5 separate regions of the Mus musculus genome follow, and all the other regions are linked to region 1. Evidence: chromatin contacts called from public promoter capture Hi-C and targeted proximity ligation data. All regions are on one chromosome and are shown on one strand. The core of a region is the stretch at or near the end of the contact, and the rest is flanking DNA. Distances in the headings are between cores, read along the strand shown. Region 1 holds the start of Cdc37l1 (cell division cycle 37-like 1). Region 2 overlaps Gm41829 (a long non-coding RNA gene). Region 3 holds the start of Slc1a1 (solute carrier family 1 (neuronal/epithelial high affinity glutamate transporter, system Xag), member 1). Region 4 overlaps Rcl1 (RNA terminal phosphate cyclase-like 1). Region 5 overlaps Gm35922 (a long non-coding RNA gene).

The links. Promoter capture Hi-C pulls out the DNA fragments that hold promoters and counts their contacts.
Region 2: a targeted proximity ligation map of memory CD8 T cells shows a contact between it and region 1, with 10 read pairs. A contact is called at or near these places in 5 of 39 promoter capture datasets (the C10 cell line, frontonasal cranial neural crest, liver and 2 more), 4 of 484 Hi-C or Micro-C datasets (CD8 T cells, LSK cells, pre-B cells and 1 more), 11 of 130 datasets of targeted methods (bone marrow-derived macrophages, craniofacial prominence, effector CD8 T cells and 8 more) and 2 of 9 other capture datasets (adipose tissue and liver).
Region 3: a promoter capture Hi-C map of neural stem cells shows a contact between it and region 1. A contact is called at or near these places in 4 of 39 promoter capture datasets (embryonic stem cells, hippocampal neurons, neural stem cells and 1 more), 3 of 130 datasets of targeted methods (embryonic stem cells, oligodendrocyte precursor cells and pancreatic cancer cells) and 1 of 9 other capture datasets (adipose tissue).
Region 4: a contact with region 1 is called in a promoter capture Hi-C map of liver. A contact is called at or near these places in 2 of 39 promoter capture datasets (3T3-L1-derived adipocytes and liver) and 1 of 130 datasets of targeted methods (embryonic stem cells).
Region 5: a contact with region 1 is called in a promoter capture Hi-C map of the HPC-7 cell line, with 3 times the contacts expected there. A contact is called at or near these places in 10 of 39 promoter capture datasets (the 3T3-L1 cell line, 3T3-L1-derived adipocytes, the HPC-7 cell line and 6 more), 4 of 484 Hi-C or Micro-C datasets (cerebral cortex and cortical neurons), 10 of 130 datasets of targeted methods (the NIH/3T3 cell line, bone marrow-derived macrophages, embryonic forebrain and 5 more) and 1 of 9 other capture datasets (pancreatic islet).

The regions. Positions count from the first base shown.
Region 1 is chr19:28,989,009-28,991,708 of GRCm38.p6, reverse strand. Cdc37l1 (cell division cycle 37-like 1) reads right to left here and starts at 1,342. Exons shown (of 7, transcript NM_025950.4): 1 at 1,040-1,342. The coding sequence starts at 1,171.
Region 2 is chr19:29,235,892-29,238,591 of GRCm38.p6, reverse strand. It overlaps Gm41829 (a long non-coding RNA gene), which reads left to right. Exons shown (of 2, transcript XR_877802.2): 2 at 1-535. Among named protein-coding and RNA genes, the nearest start is that of Gm41829, 8.2 kb to the left of the region's middle.
Region 3 is chr19:28,833,847-28,836,546 of GRCm38.p6, reverse strand. Slc1a1 (solute carrier family 1 (neuronal/epithelial high affinity glutamate transporter, system Xag), member 1) reads right to left here and starts at 1,412. Exons shown (of 12, transcript NM_009199.3): 1 at 1,215-1,412. The coding sequence starts at 1,305. The region is part of intron 2 of Gm52404 (a long non-coding RNA gene); the gene reads left to right.
Region 4 is chr19:29,130,351-29,133,050 of GRCm38.p6, reverse strand. Rcl1 (RNA terminal phosphate cyclase-like 1) reads right to left here. Exons shown (of 9, transcript NM_021525.2): 7 at 2,245-2,401. Among named protein-coding and RNA genes, the nearest start is that of Mir101b, 3.6 kb to the left of the region's middle.
Region 5 is chr19:28,775,778-28,778,477 of GRCm38.p6, reverse strand. The region is part of intron 2 of Gm35922 (a long non-coding RNA gene); the gene reads right to left. Among named protein-coding and RNA genes, the nearest start is that of Gm35922, 17 kb to the right of the region's middle.

The sequences.
Region 1 (2,700 bases), core at 93-2,592:
GTTTTCTCCCTCTGCAATACTAAGTATACACAGATGATACTAGTGATCCGTAACTAGGTGACTACTGACCCATCAATTCTCATTTTGCCTTACTTTCCCTATGACTAGTTGGCTGACCATAGTCTGTGGTTATGAAACAGCATACTGTGGGTGAGCCCAATCAACTCAGCTGACTGACTTGCGGGCAGACAATTTAAACCAGTCATCTTTAAGAAAAGCTATTATAATATTGGACCACATTTTTGCAAAAACGCCTGGAAATCAGACACCTACAATCAATTTCATTGAAAAGATTAGTGTTCAGTCTATGCTTTTGAAATCTGGTTCAAAACACACCCAGGTGAAAAGTCGGGAGAAGGTGATGTTCGCAGCATAGCACAGCACCCCTATAAAAGCCATAACTGGCATATAACACTTGACAGTTTCCGAGGCAAGAAAGCTGGGTTGAAAAACACATGTAGTATCAGAAACTTCGGGAAGAAGCCTGAAAGCCAATTCGGTGGCTGTATGTTTTCACCGGAGGCTGACGCGGAATCAAACTATGAATACAGTAAAGGACCAATGATAGAAACGGAGGTGTGTGCCAGCGTCAAAGGCAAGGCTTACAGAATTTGCTGAGATGTCAGCGCGGCAAAGAGCACGTGAGATGTTTATGTCAGGACTCGGTGTACTATTTTAGAAGTACAATCACTCTCTGTTCCTATCAACTGTGCACAAAGTAGCTGGAGCTCGTAATAAAGGCTCGGATGAAAGCACGCACCAGAGGACAAAGGGTCAATGTTATACACTTGAGCGGCCCCCAAAGCTCCACGCAGACAGCAGCAGAGAGGGGGAGGAGGAACCTCTCGCAAAGGTGAGGGGCAACCAGCCCCGGTGCAGGGACAAGTGTGCGTGGACGTGGAGGTCGGGAATGCGCGCGTGATCGCCTCCTTTTCTCGCGGAAGATGCTGCCAGAGCTGTGGCTTGGCATCAGGCTCCCCCGCGATGCCCGCAGACATTTCCCATCCCCCGCCCCCGGCAGAACGCAGGCCGCTCTCACCTGGGCGCCGCCGTCCGGTACCGGAGAGTAGTGGGACGAAGAGGGGGACACGTCTAAGTCACTCTCCTCCTCGGTTTCCCCGCCAGTCCTCGGGAAGCTCCAGGGGCCCGGTGGCGGCCACGGCTGCTCCATGTCCCACTGGTCCGGGCCCGGCAACCGCCAGCGCCAACGGCCCTGGCGTGAGTGGAACCTGCTGGGCGGAGCCAGCCGCCCGGCCGGCCACGGTCGTTACCCAGAATCCCTCTGCCCCTGGCGAAGCCGATGCACCCCCGGAGCAGGCCTGGACTGTGCCGCCGGCGGACTGCGGAAGAAGAAGTAGCCGGCCGGGACGTCATTTCCGGGGGCGTGACCGGGCGTGGCCACGTCTGGACGAAGAAGCAAAGTCTGGAGTTTAAGTCCGGGAAAGCTAACTAGGGTTTCTGCAGGTTCGGATCCGGGCGTTCAAAGGGTGTTCTGACTTGTCCCTCTTCTATTTCAAAAGCTCCTTCGTGTAGAGCAATCTAAGTCGGAGTCGAGGGGGACCGATTTAGAAAGCACAGCCAACTTTCCTTTAACTTCAAATTACCCGCGACAAGACTGTTCTCCAAACCCTGCTACAGCGGAGGAGGACACTAAAAATAAAATACTGGGGCAAGCACATTTGTAAAGAATTGAGACAAGTAGTAGACGTATCAGAGGGCTTTCCGTTCCTCGTGTCTTTTTAGAATCGTGAAGATCCGAGTACTCACTGTCCCTTTTCTTTTTGAGACAAAATGACCCACCATAGCCCGAGAACACATTTTAAGCGAAAAACTCAAAGATTGGGAATGTACCCTGGCAGTAGAGTGCTCATTTAACTAACACAGGCAAGGCCCTGATTTTAGTTTCTAGGACCAGGGAGAGGGAAACAGACACCTAGGAACTAGGAAAGTCTAACTTCACAACCCGCACGTTTAACAATTTAGCTTGTTGTCTATTCGCAATCAGATAAGACGACAGACTATCAGTCTTTCAAGCTTTGATTGATTGGCAAACTGTAGGTAGGGGTGTGTGGGGGCGTGAGGTTCACAAGGGTAGGCCAGAGGACCACATCAGTTCTCCTGCTCTGTTATTTTTCACAGCATTCCCTTGAGACAAGGTTTCTTCTCGCTGAGCTCAGAGAACTGACACCAAGCCTTCTGTCTCAGCCCATTTAGAGCTAGGATTAGAGGTGCAGGTTTGTTGGGTATTTGAACTACCGTCCTCATGCTTGCTCAGCTACCATTTTTACCTACTGAGTCATCTGCCTTAGCCCTGACTGGCAAACGCTAAAGGCTCGTTAATCCTAATGGTCGAGCGATAGATGAGAAAAATGCTGTTAAGCATGCTGTGTAACATTTAAGGAAGAGGGATGACATGAAAAGCCTATGTGCTTCAGTTCAGCTCTTTCATGATCAGGAAAATACCCAACAGTATTTTTACAGCGGAATCTAATACAAAGACAGTTTTGGGGTGGTAAAAGAAAGCTAAAAATAAGTAAGTAGAAGCAATGGAAGAGTAGATCTCAGCGTGCTGATGTGGAAATATCTCTGAAATGAACAAGTCTGTAATCCTGGGAAAGGCTGAGACATGAGGATTCTCAAGTTCACCACCAACCTGGGCTACACAGAAGGGGCACTCACTGGGTTAAAGAAACCAAATTA
Region 2 (2,700 bases), core at 97-2,596, 250 kb before region 1:
AGAATTGACAGCGACTTGTTAGAGGGAAGAAATCAGTCTCCTTATTACTCTTTCCTGTTTGTTTGCTTTCCCATTGAATCGCAGTGCTTCTGTTTACTTATTTCCTGTCACCTTCACTTGTCACACGACAATGATAAAGGATGTAGCAGTCCTAAGGCAGGCTTTGGCTGGGTACTCCACGGCTACAAGAATGTTGGTATCACACACATCCCTCCCAGATGTCAAATCAGCCCTTTCCTGAAGCACAGGAAGCTTGCCGGGAACCAAGGACATTCCAGCAAGTTCAGCTTTAGTAAGAATGATGACAGGAAAAACGTGTAAGGCGACTATTAATTACTGAAATATGCTTGTCTTAAACCTCGTGAAAGCGTAGGGTGTATGCCTTCATGTCTACTGTCGATATAAAAACATTTTAATGTACGTTCGCTGAGAAAACTACCGTCCTCTGTTTTAAATTTCTAAGTAAGTGTTAATACGTGCCACTTGTGTAAAGTTTTAAATGTTTGGAAAATATCGTAAATCTCTCTTGGCCTTTCCTATCCCTCTTCATTTTTCAGAATTGACCACTGAGCCCGTGTATAACCTTTCACACTCTCTGGAGTGCATTTTTTACACATATCCAACAGCGAAGTTCTGTAAGCAAAAATGATAATCCCATATTAGTACTTTCTGTTACCAGCTCTTCACCCCACACACTCATTTTAATCTTTACAGTCTGTCCTATTTGTTTAAACTCTTACATAGTCTCCAGGAAACAGGTAACTCTCAATTTACTGAAAACTCTACTTGTGGATATTTAGCTTTCTAATTTTTCACAACTACATGTGTTGTACATACATTTCAAAGCACAAAAAGGTTGCCCAAAATACACACTTAGACTCTCTGGACTAAAGGAAATATGCATTTAAATTTTACTGACTACAGCCAGAGTAATATTTTAAAATCTCATTATGGTATACCAATCTCCATTCATCTATAGTCATAGAATTCTGGATATTATGAATCTTTAGTTTTAGATCATTTTAATCTTAAACTACATTCATCTCTGGTAGCACAACAGGTATTTATTAAGTATGTATTTTGTGCATAGAAAACACTTCGAAAAGAATCCTGATATAAATAATACATAATAGCTAAGGGCATAGGGTACATTGGGTGTCGTTCAAAGGATTTATATCTATTTGTAAAACAAAAATAGCTCTAATGTCCTCACCATGCTCATTAGTCTGTAAAGAGCCCATCGAGTGGGTGGGGGAGGCGGAGAAAAGGCTGTCAGCCTAGATGCTGCCACAGACCGAGCAAGAGTAGCTGCAGGCAGTCACCTGACCCTGCAAACATACCGCAGCTTCTTAAGCAGAAAAACTGCACAGTTGACAATAAGAGAAGACATTGTAAGGGAACAAAACTGACTGCTGATTCTTCTCATTTGCTGGCTGATCCCCACCCCCAAGCATAAAGAAGATCAACTGACAAAGGAAGGGGGTGGCTGATATGTACAAATGCTGGCTTTAAAGATAAAAGCGGAGGCATAAAGACACTATCTAGAAGACAAGGAGGGCAAAGGGACCAAGGACTGACCGTAGTTGATTACTAGACAAAAATAAAAACCCACCAGAAAGCAAAAATTTGGCACAAGGCTCAACAACAGCGTTGTTGTGGGTGTCTCTCCACCCACCCCAAAGTTCAGAATAAAAAGTTCAACTCTGTCAGGGTTTGGAACTTCCCCAGGTGTGAAAGAGGAAGTGAAACCAAGGGCAAAAGTTGAGACAGCACGCAAGTGACTACTACAGGTGAGAAGCCACACAAGTGACCGCTACAGGTGAGAAACATCTATGTCCAAAATCTTTGGGGATTGAAATTGTCACAGATTTGGAGATATTTGCCTGTACATATGACATTTCTTGGAGACAATATCTAAGACTAAATACAAAATTGACCTATCTTTTAACTAGGCCATCGTTTTAAAATTGCACATCTAATGTTTATTTAAAAGGGACATAAATTGCAGGCGGAGGAATTGTAGTGGAGCATCTATCTTCATCAAAATACTGGTAATTCTACTTAAACTGTGGAGAACTGAAGACAACCACTTCCTGGATGAATGACAGTTGGCTGTGAAATCAGTTTTTAATAATCTAGGAAATAGCAGTGACATTCAATGTTCTCCCTCTATTCCTTAATGCTTTGTATGTCTCAACCAGATGCTTTCTGTAGTCTGCATTTCTAGGCAAGATTATATGTTAGGTCAAATAATGTGTTTGAGTTAGTTCCCACAATGGGTAGAACAATAAACATGCCTTCAACAAATAATTATTGAGTTGACTTGAGATACAGCAAGTCCACATGGCAGTCTGGGCCCTTGACAAAGAAGGGCAGTTCTTTCTCCTCATGCTTCTAATCAGTGGAGGACAAAAGGGCCAAAAAAAGAAGTCCCCCACTGCATCAATGACAACAATGTGCACATAATTGTAACATTCAGTCATGGAAATATACATCTTCACAGTGCTGTGTTTTATAAAAAGATAAAGAAACCAGGGATATGTTTGGTGGAGGTGCCTCTGCAGGACCATACTGAGCCATCCATCCCTTCTCCCTGAGGGACCATCCATATGATGGTATAGTATAGAACAGACTTTATTCAGTGCATGGGGAAGGGAGTTGAGAGAAAGGCAGAGAGAGAGAGAGAGAGAGAGAGAGAGA
Region 3 (2,700 bases), core at 163-2,662, 160 kb after region 1:
CACTGGGAAAGTGGACACTAGTGGGTTCTTTTGCACTCCTCTCCTCCCACCAACATCCTCTGTTAATGCGATTCAGGATGTTATTTATTTACTGGAAGCCTGACTTCCCTTTGCATAAGGTTCTGGAGGAACCCATGTGACCCCAAGGATTCCATTAACTTCCAAAGGCATTTTATTTTTGGCGGGGAAGACCTTGGACAGGAGCAGGCAACACCAAGCATTCCCAGACTCAGGAGCAAGGTGCAGTGCCCAGGGAGAAGGGGCTGCCCCATCGTCCCCTTTCCAGCAGAGGCAGCTGTAACTTCCAGATAGAGGGTGGAGCCTGGCTAGGAATCCACTTTCTCTCAAGGTGCACCTGTCCTTACCTGCTGGATGGCCCCACCTGGGGTGTGAAGACCCACAGGGTTCCCACCCTACAGCACATTGCCAAGTTTAGGTTATACAGACAACCTGGCCAGAAAATGAGATTCTAAACACAAGTAACTCAAATCTCTGAGCAATGGCCCGGACATCCACCTAGTCCTGGCTCAGCGGTATGTCAGGCATGGGCCACTTAAATACACCCAAGTGTGAAAACAAATAAAAGCAGCTTATATTATTTTCGATAGAAAAACGTGGTGAGCAGCTTGCCCAGGAGGAAGAAGGGGGTTGGGTTCTCTCAGCGCTGGTTCCCTGTGGCCTCAGTGAACCACAACTGCTGGCTCAGAAATGAGGCATGAATCTGACTGGAGAGGTACCCTCTAAGAAGGTATCTACCCTCTGCTCCAACATTCCCAAGGTCTCCACCATTCCGCGGGCTCAGATGTCTCTTTAAATCTGACAGAGAACAGTAATTCATACAGTCGCGGTTGGGCACGAAGGTGATGGTGGTGGTGGTGATGGTGGTGTGTGCAAGTGGTGGGAACAGTTAAGGATGAAGATCAAATTAAACCCCATTTAACCCCGCTTGTTTTCAAAGGACCCCTGCCCACCTTTCACGCGCCCTCTGATCATTTTGGAGAAAGCAGAGACAGCAGCCCGTGGAGCACCAGTATGGGGGAGGGAGGGGGTTAAGAACATTGTTTCCCCCGGGTGACACCAAAGCGCTCTGGTTGATCTGGAGCTTGGGGGCCCAGTACCGGGGAATGCGGGCAGCGCGTGCCACGCCGAGCCCACCCGGTCCCGCACGCGGCCTGGCCTCGGGCACGCGCCTGGTGCCCCCGCGCGCGACTCACCTAGTACCACGGCGGCCACGGTGGAGAGCAGCAGCCAGTGATTCCGTAGGAAGCGGCGCCAGTCACATCCCGAGCTCGTGGGCTTCCCCATGGTGAGCACTGACGTTTGCGATGAGTCGGGTAGCCTGGCCGATGCGAGATGCGGGATGCAGGGCACAGTGGAGACAACGCGCACCGGCCGCTGTCAGCGCTGCCACTGCCGCTGGGGACCGAGCACGGTGGTTTTGCGTGGCGGGCGCGCCTGGCTCCTCCCGCCGCCGCTCGCTGCAGCGACCGGGCCAACCAGCGAGACGGAGGGCGGAGCGTCCCGGCGGGATGGTGCGCGTGGGGCGATCAAGTCCCCTTGGGCTCCCGGTGGAGGTGTCCCACCGAGGAGCTTCTGACCCACTACGATCCTCACCAGTCTCCTTGGGGACGCACAGCCCTAGCCCAGTGCGAAGGGATTTGATATGGGACGCGTTTCTGCCTTGGGCCTCAGGCTTCAGAGCCACAAGAAGGGACACACTGTCAGAGCAGCTTTGGGGTGACGCACTGTCAGCAGCTTTGGGGTTTTTTTTCCCCACGTGATCTCTGATATTACCTGCGGGACTATTTAATTCTCTGATATTCCCTGCGGGATTATTCTCTGACTCGAGGGTCAGACAGGATCTGCCCGGACCAAGGCTTGGTTGTACACCTTGCGCGTGGGCGTGGTCATCTCTTGCACAACTTAACAAATGCACCCCTAGGGACTCGCCTTGTGGCCATTACTGGGTAATTAAGGCCTGCTGGTGTGGGAAGGTGGGCGGGCCTATTCTATCCCCAAGGCCAAATACCTTACAGGGTGTAGTTGGGAGAATCTGGGTTAGTGTGGTCACACACTTTGCTACCTGAATTTCTTATTCTGGTTTTACTCTTACTTAAGCAGACTCCTTTTTTTTTTTTTTTTTTTTTTTTTTTTTTGGTTTTTTGAGACAGGATTTCTCTGTATAGCCCTGGCTATCCTGGAGCTCACTTTGTAGACCAGCCTGGCCTCGAACTCAGAAATCCGCCTTCCTCTGCCTCCTGAGTGCTGGGATTAAAGGCGTGTGCCACCACGCCAGGTTTTAAACAGACTCTTATCTCCTTAGCATATCACTAACTAAGTGAGCCCTGTGCCCTTTTTGCATTCTGGGGTTTACTCTTTAGTTGGCTGTCAGGGGACTCTCCTTGACCAGATTACTCGACCACTAGAATCCCCCAATTAAAGCCTCATTCTTTTGGTTCAGAGTGATTTTTAAAAACCCTTCAAAAGACAATGGATTAAGCATTATTAACCATGCACACTATACTATGAATGATCTCACCTCCTTTCCAGGTGTTAAATTCTCAAAAGAAAAAAAGAAAAAAATCAGGAGAGAGGAAACTCCCTCGAGATTACTGGTTTCTTGGGGGAAGAGCTGGGAATAAAAATTCCCGAAGAGGGCAAACTATCAAGGAAAAGACTGGAGAGATGGCTCAGCGGGTA
Region 4 (2,700 bases), core at 156-2,655, 140 kb before region 1:
CAGGCACTGGGAAAGCGCCAGGCTCTATTCTATATTCTATAGAGGGTGAGGAGCCAGTGCAGGGCTCTGCAAATGGGCAGAAGGAGACTGAGTCCAGGTATGGAAGGAAATGAGAGGGAGGTTGAAGAGGATGTGCAAAGAATCTCCCGCTGAAGACAAGAGCGGCTCCCACTCGAGTGTGAGGTGAGGAGAGGTGGAAAGACAGCAGGACAGAACCCCTGGTACATGGTAACCCATGAGCAGAAACTGGTACACGGAAACCCCTGAGCAGAAGGAACTGGGTCAGAGACTCACTCTCTCTCTCTCTATATATATATATGAGGGTCTTATGCTTCCATGTCACACCACAGACCTACAGAGAATTAGTCAAAATAGCATGAAGTGTTTCAGCCTTTTAGTAATTAAGGACTAGACACTAACAGGAAGTTTTCTTAATGACTAAAACAAAGCAAACTTGCTTGAGGAACAATAATAGTTTTTAAAAGACCTCAATTAATCTAACACAGGTTTTCCTCCCGTGACTGGTGGGAAACCCAAATGCCAGCTGTGCCCATGGGCTCCTGCTGAACTCCTCTGGGTCATGGTGTCTGCCGTTCTCCCATGGTCTCCTAGAAAGGGACGTAAGTGTCCCCATAGTTGGAGAGAGGACACAGCAGCCCACAAGGTCAGGTGGAGACCTACACAAGCCAACGAGAATCTCAGAGGCAGACAGTTACCACTGTACCCTTCTACCTGACAACACAGAGATGGGAAATGTTATAAAACTCTATGAATTAAGTAACTGGTGAATCAATGGCTTTATCCTTCTACCCACAGACGTCTAACTACCACCTATCTCTCAAAACCAGCGCTAGATCTGTCATTAAAAATAAACTGATGTGGCACCAAAAACCCTGCACCAGACCTGGGCTACACAAGATTACTGACAGGCCGTGTCCTAAAGGAGGTCTCACTCCCTGGCTCCACTGCTCCTAGCAGCAAGCACAATGGCTACGCCTTGCTCTTCAGCTGTATCAGGAGGGGCTCCTATCTTTAATTAGGTAGAATGATGACGTTCATCACATGACTAGTGCGCAGGGTTCAAGGCCGGCTTGGATCAGCTTGGACAGGGGAGCAGACTACAATTGTAAGCAGTCTTCAACTGTGCAGGAACTGTATCCATAATGGGCTCGCTTAGGAACACACTTTCCTCTTGCCAGCATCTTCTCTTCCCTCACGATCTCCTCCTTCCTGTCAGACACCTCAGCCGTGGGAAAGTCAAGTGTGTGCTCACTTTTGTGCCTGCTGCACATGTGATCAACAGTTTGTAGCCATGAAGAAGTCAGGTCACCTGCCTGACCTGCATCCTACCCACACAACCACAGACACACGTAGTAACTGGCTAAAGTCTATCTTTAACAATGCCAAGTTCTCACACTTCCCAGAGCCTCCACCACGCTGTGACAGTCTGGCCTTCCCCAAACAGTCTTCAATGCCCTAGAATAAACGGCACAACTCTATCCACACACAAATCCAGATTTCTACCTTGATAAATCTGAAGGTGAGTCCCTATCTCCACAGAGCAGCAGCTGGGGCAGCTGAGAGGCTGTAGTCCTGGGACTAAAGAAATGGCTTGGAGTTAAGCCCACTTGCTGCTCACGAAGAGCACTCAGATTCACCACAGCACTCACAGACTGGCTCGTAGCCACGTACTGCAGGGGATCTGACAACCTCTTCTGGCCTTCCCAGGCACCAAGTATGTATGTGGTGCACATATATTCATGCAGGCAAACACACAGAAAAATCAAAACAGATGGGGAGAGGTGTGTGTGTGTGTGTGTGTGTGTGTGTGTGTGTATGTGTGTGTGTGAGAGAGAGAGAGTGAGAGAGAGGGAGGGAGGGAGGGACAGAGACAGACAGAGGCAGATGAAAGAGGGGTGGTGGTAGAAGTGGGGGACACTCCTTTTGGTCAGGCCAGTGCGCCAGCCATCATCTTAGCCTTCCCTGGTTGCTTTATTTTGAACCCTCACTCCCTCCTCTCCTCCGTCCCCATGAAAAGCTATATCTTCTGTGTCCCAGTAGAGCAGACTTGTTCATGGACTAGTTCAATGAACCCATTCAACTAGTTAATTCTAAACTGCTTGATACTCGAACACAGGCGAGCTCTTTAGCTCAAGTGCCCAGAAAGGAGTACAGAAGGAAAGACATCCGATCGTCTTTTCCTGACTGTTCCTTTCTCTGCGCCTGCAGAGCCAGGGGACATACCCTGTAGATCTCTTCAAGTAGCAGCTTTGCACAGTTCCTGCCGAGGTCCTCGGGAAGCACTGCTGCTCCCTGGCCCTGGGGATTGGAGGCCAGTTCCGCACTCAGGAAGGTACCGTTGGTAGTCTCTGCAACCAGCGACAGCCCAAAGCCTGGAGACCTAGAGATGCAAGGGCGGACACCCAGTAAGCAAAGGCACACACGGGGCACACAGCGAAGACAGATGTGTTCTTCATTAGAGGAGTAGACTCCGAGGAACACTAAGAAGAACCAAGGCGAGAGGAAGTTTGCATGCCCTTGCTTCCTCCCTCTCTGCACTTTACAAAGACTCTCACAGTACCTAACAATCACAGAATATGATGTCAACAGGCTTCCAGGTATCCGAGCATGCAAATAACATCAACGTTAGCTCAGTCTTGTCTTCATTTACAAATGAGCACATGCTGGGAGAAGAGGCTG
Region 5 (2,700 bases), core at 193-2,692, 210 kb after region 1:
AACCGTTTCTGTGGATTTTTAGTGCAACCAGAGGATTGGAATTCACAAAGGGTAAAATATTATTTCCAGGTCTGAGCTTGTACAGGAACAATTCTATCGGAGGACATAGCATCCTAAGCCTGTGAATAACTAGAAGTAATAATCCAATAACTTCTGCCAGATGCACAGGTTCTTTGTTACCCAGATGAGTCATAATCGTTCATGACCTGAGACTAGAGAGGTCTTGGGATCTAGGAAGACAGCTATTACTGTTATTTTTATAAAGAAGCGTAGCAAAAAACCAAACAAACAGAAAACGGAAAGCAAACATGAAAAGGGCTCCTAATAATGTATTGCTATACCCATATGTCAGCATATCTCTCAGCCCTAGTCAGAAAAGCTTCCTCTGTAGCAGAGAGGAACTAACTCTGAGACCCATACATGAACAATGGCCACAAACTTTGGCCAACCCAGCCCTAAATAGAATGTCTTTCTCAAACTCTTCCCTTCAAGGCTCAGGGATCCAAGAGCCAGAGATGGTGGATGCCTTCCAGACACAACAGGAGGGCTGATGCACACATGAACTCACACAGACTGTGGCAGCATGCGTTAAGCCTGGCACACATTCAAGACAGACAAAATCCTGACACGGAGAAGGGGAAGTGGACACTAAGTCCCACCTCTAACCAAGAAGCTGTTTGTAATACCCACTGGGAACAGGAAAATCAGTTTCTTCTAATGGAGCAATGATAGATATATCAGCTACACTCCATGACATTCTGAGGAGCTGATGGTCAACACAAAATGGACTCTATGTGTGTGTGTGTGTGTGTGTGTGTGTGTGTGTGTGTTGCTTTTGTTTATTTTGTTTTTGTTTGTTCTGATTTCTTTTTAAAGAAAGAACATGAAGTTGGGTGGCTATGGAGGATCTTGGAGGAGTTAGGGGAAGGGGAAAGGATATGATAAAAATATATTACACAAAAAGATTTAAGCCAACAAATAAAAATAAGAACTTCATAGTAAACTTAGATATTTGCTTATCCAGGGATAACAATGGTATAGCAGTGGTAGACATAAAAAAGAAAATTCAGCTTTATTCAACTCAAATGTTACTGAAAACTGGCAAGATTGTAAAGGGTGATTTAAGAAGACAAAGAGGTCGAACCCAGCTTCTCTCACTCGTCCATTAAGTGGATCCTTCCCTGGTCACTAGGATACAAACACCAGGAAGCTAGTGCGATGACCTCTGCTCTCTTTTAGTCTTGTTTCTCCAGTGAGGCCTGGCCACCAGAACACACACCACTGCTTGCTCTCAGAGAACCCAAGCTGTGTAGAGTCCCTGGTTTTCTTGGCAAAGTTTGTGCACTTGAGAAAGGGAGGCAAACAGGAAGTGTAAGCATAGAATCAGAGTTCAAGAGAAGTCCAGCGCAGTTGTGGGACACGATTTCCAAGGAGCTGGATATATTAATTAGGTGGTAGTGACACCACCTGGTCATCATGAGCATCTTCCCTCACACGGAACACTGGGAAAGGAATAGACTTGGCTTTTCTGCTTAAGCCATGTTAGATGCAATTGCAATTACATCAGAGGTACAAGGGCCTTGATCTTGAGAGGTTTAATCATCTATGCAACAGAAAAAAAATGCATTAATGCTAACTCCCTTACTTCAGCAGTTTGACTCTGGAGATTAGGAGGTATGGAGTCCTGATACCTCGACTTCTCTGGGCATCCCAACGAACACTCAGATCAACCCAGGCAAGGCTTTGATGGATAATAAACCTGATAAAATACTAAGGAAACCATGGAACAATAGAATTATAGGTCATTTGGAACTCATAGAATAATCTATGAGAAAGAGATCCTTGTAGGTTTGTGTGAAAAGCAAAATTAAAACAGCAACAAGAAGATGTGGTCAAAGTTTCACTTTTCTTGCAAGTCTCTCCCATGGACTCTTTGGCTGTCTCATCCCAATACTAAATCAAAGAACTCAGGGCAGTGAGTGTGGTCACTCAGCCCTGTAATCCTGGGACTTGGAATTTTAGCTTTCTAGTGAGTTTGGAGCCAGCCTTGACTATATAGTAAAGCCCTGTCTCGAAACACACAAAAGATTAAGAAAACAACAATAATACTAAGACAAGAAAAATGAGGGACTATTCTGGGTTGTCTGGAATATTCTAATCACCACTGTGTACAACCTTCAGATTTCCACTACTGGAAGAAATTCCTAAGATAAGCAGTTCACAAGGAGAAAGCACACATTTTTGACATGCAATTTCAGAGGTCCATGGGCACTTAGCCATGTCGCTCTGGGCTTGTGGCAGTTTGGCATAGTACAGCAGGATCATAATACAGTGCAAAAGACTTGTCACCTCATGGTGTCCAGAAAGCAAAGAGTGGAAAAATAGCATCCTTGAAGAGCATGTGCCCCAGGGAACTCTCCTCCTTCCACTACCCCTCACATACTAAACGTCTACAGCTTCCATGGATGCGGCCATTGAGGCTTGAACACATGGGCTTTTTGGAGGGCAGTTATGATCCAAACTAGTAATATACTACTTAACAGTGATACAATTATCCCATTTAATCTCTATTTTAGAACCATTTAACTTCTAGAACAAATGAAATGCTCTCAAACCCGAGTTTTTTGATACCTTGTATAATTATATTTCTCTCACCTTTACCAAATCTATCAGTTAGGGTTTTGTCAGAAGAACAGAAAT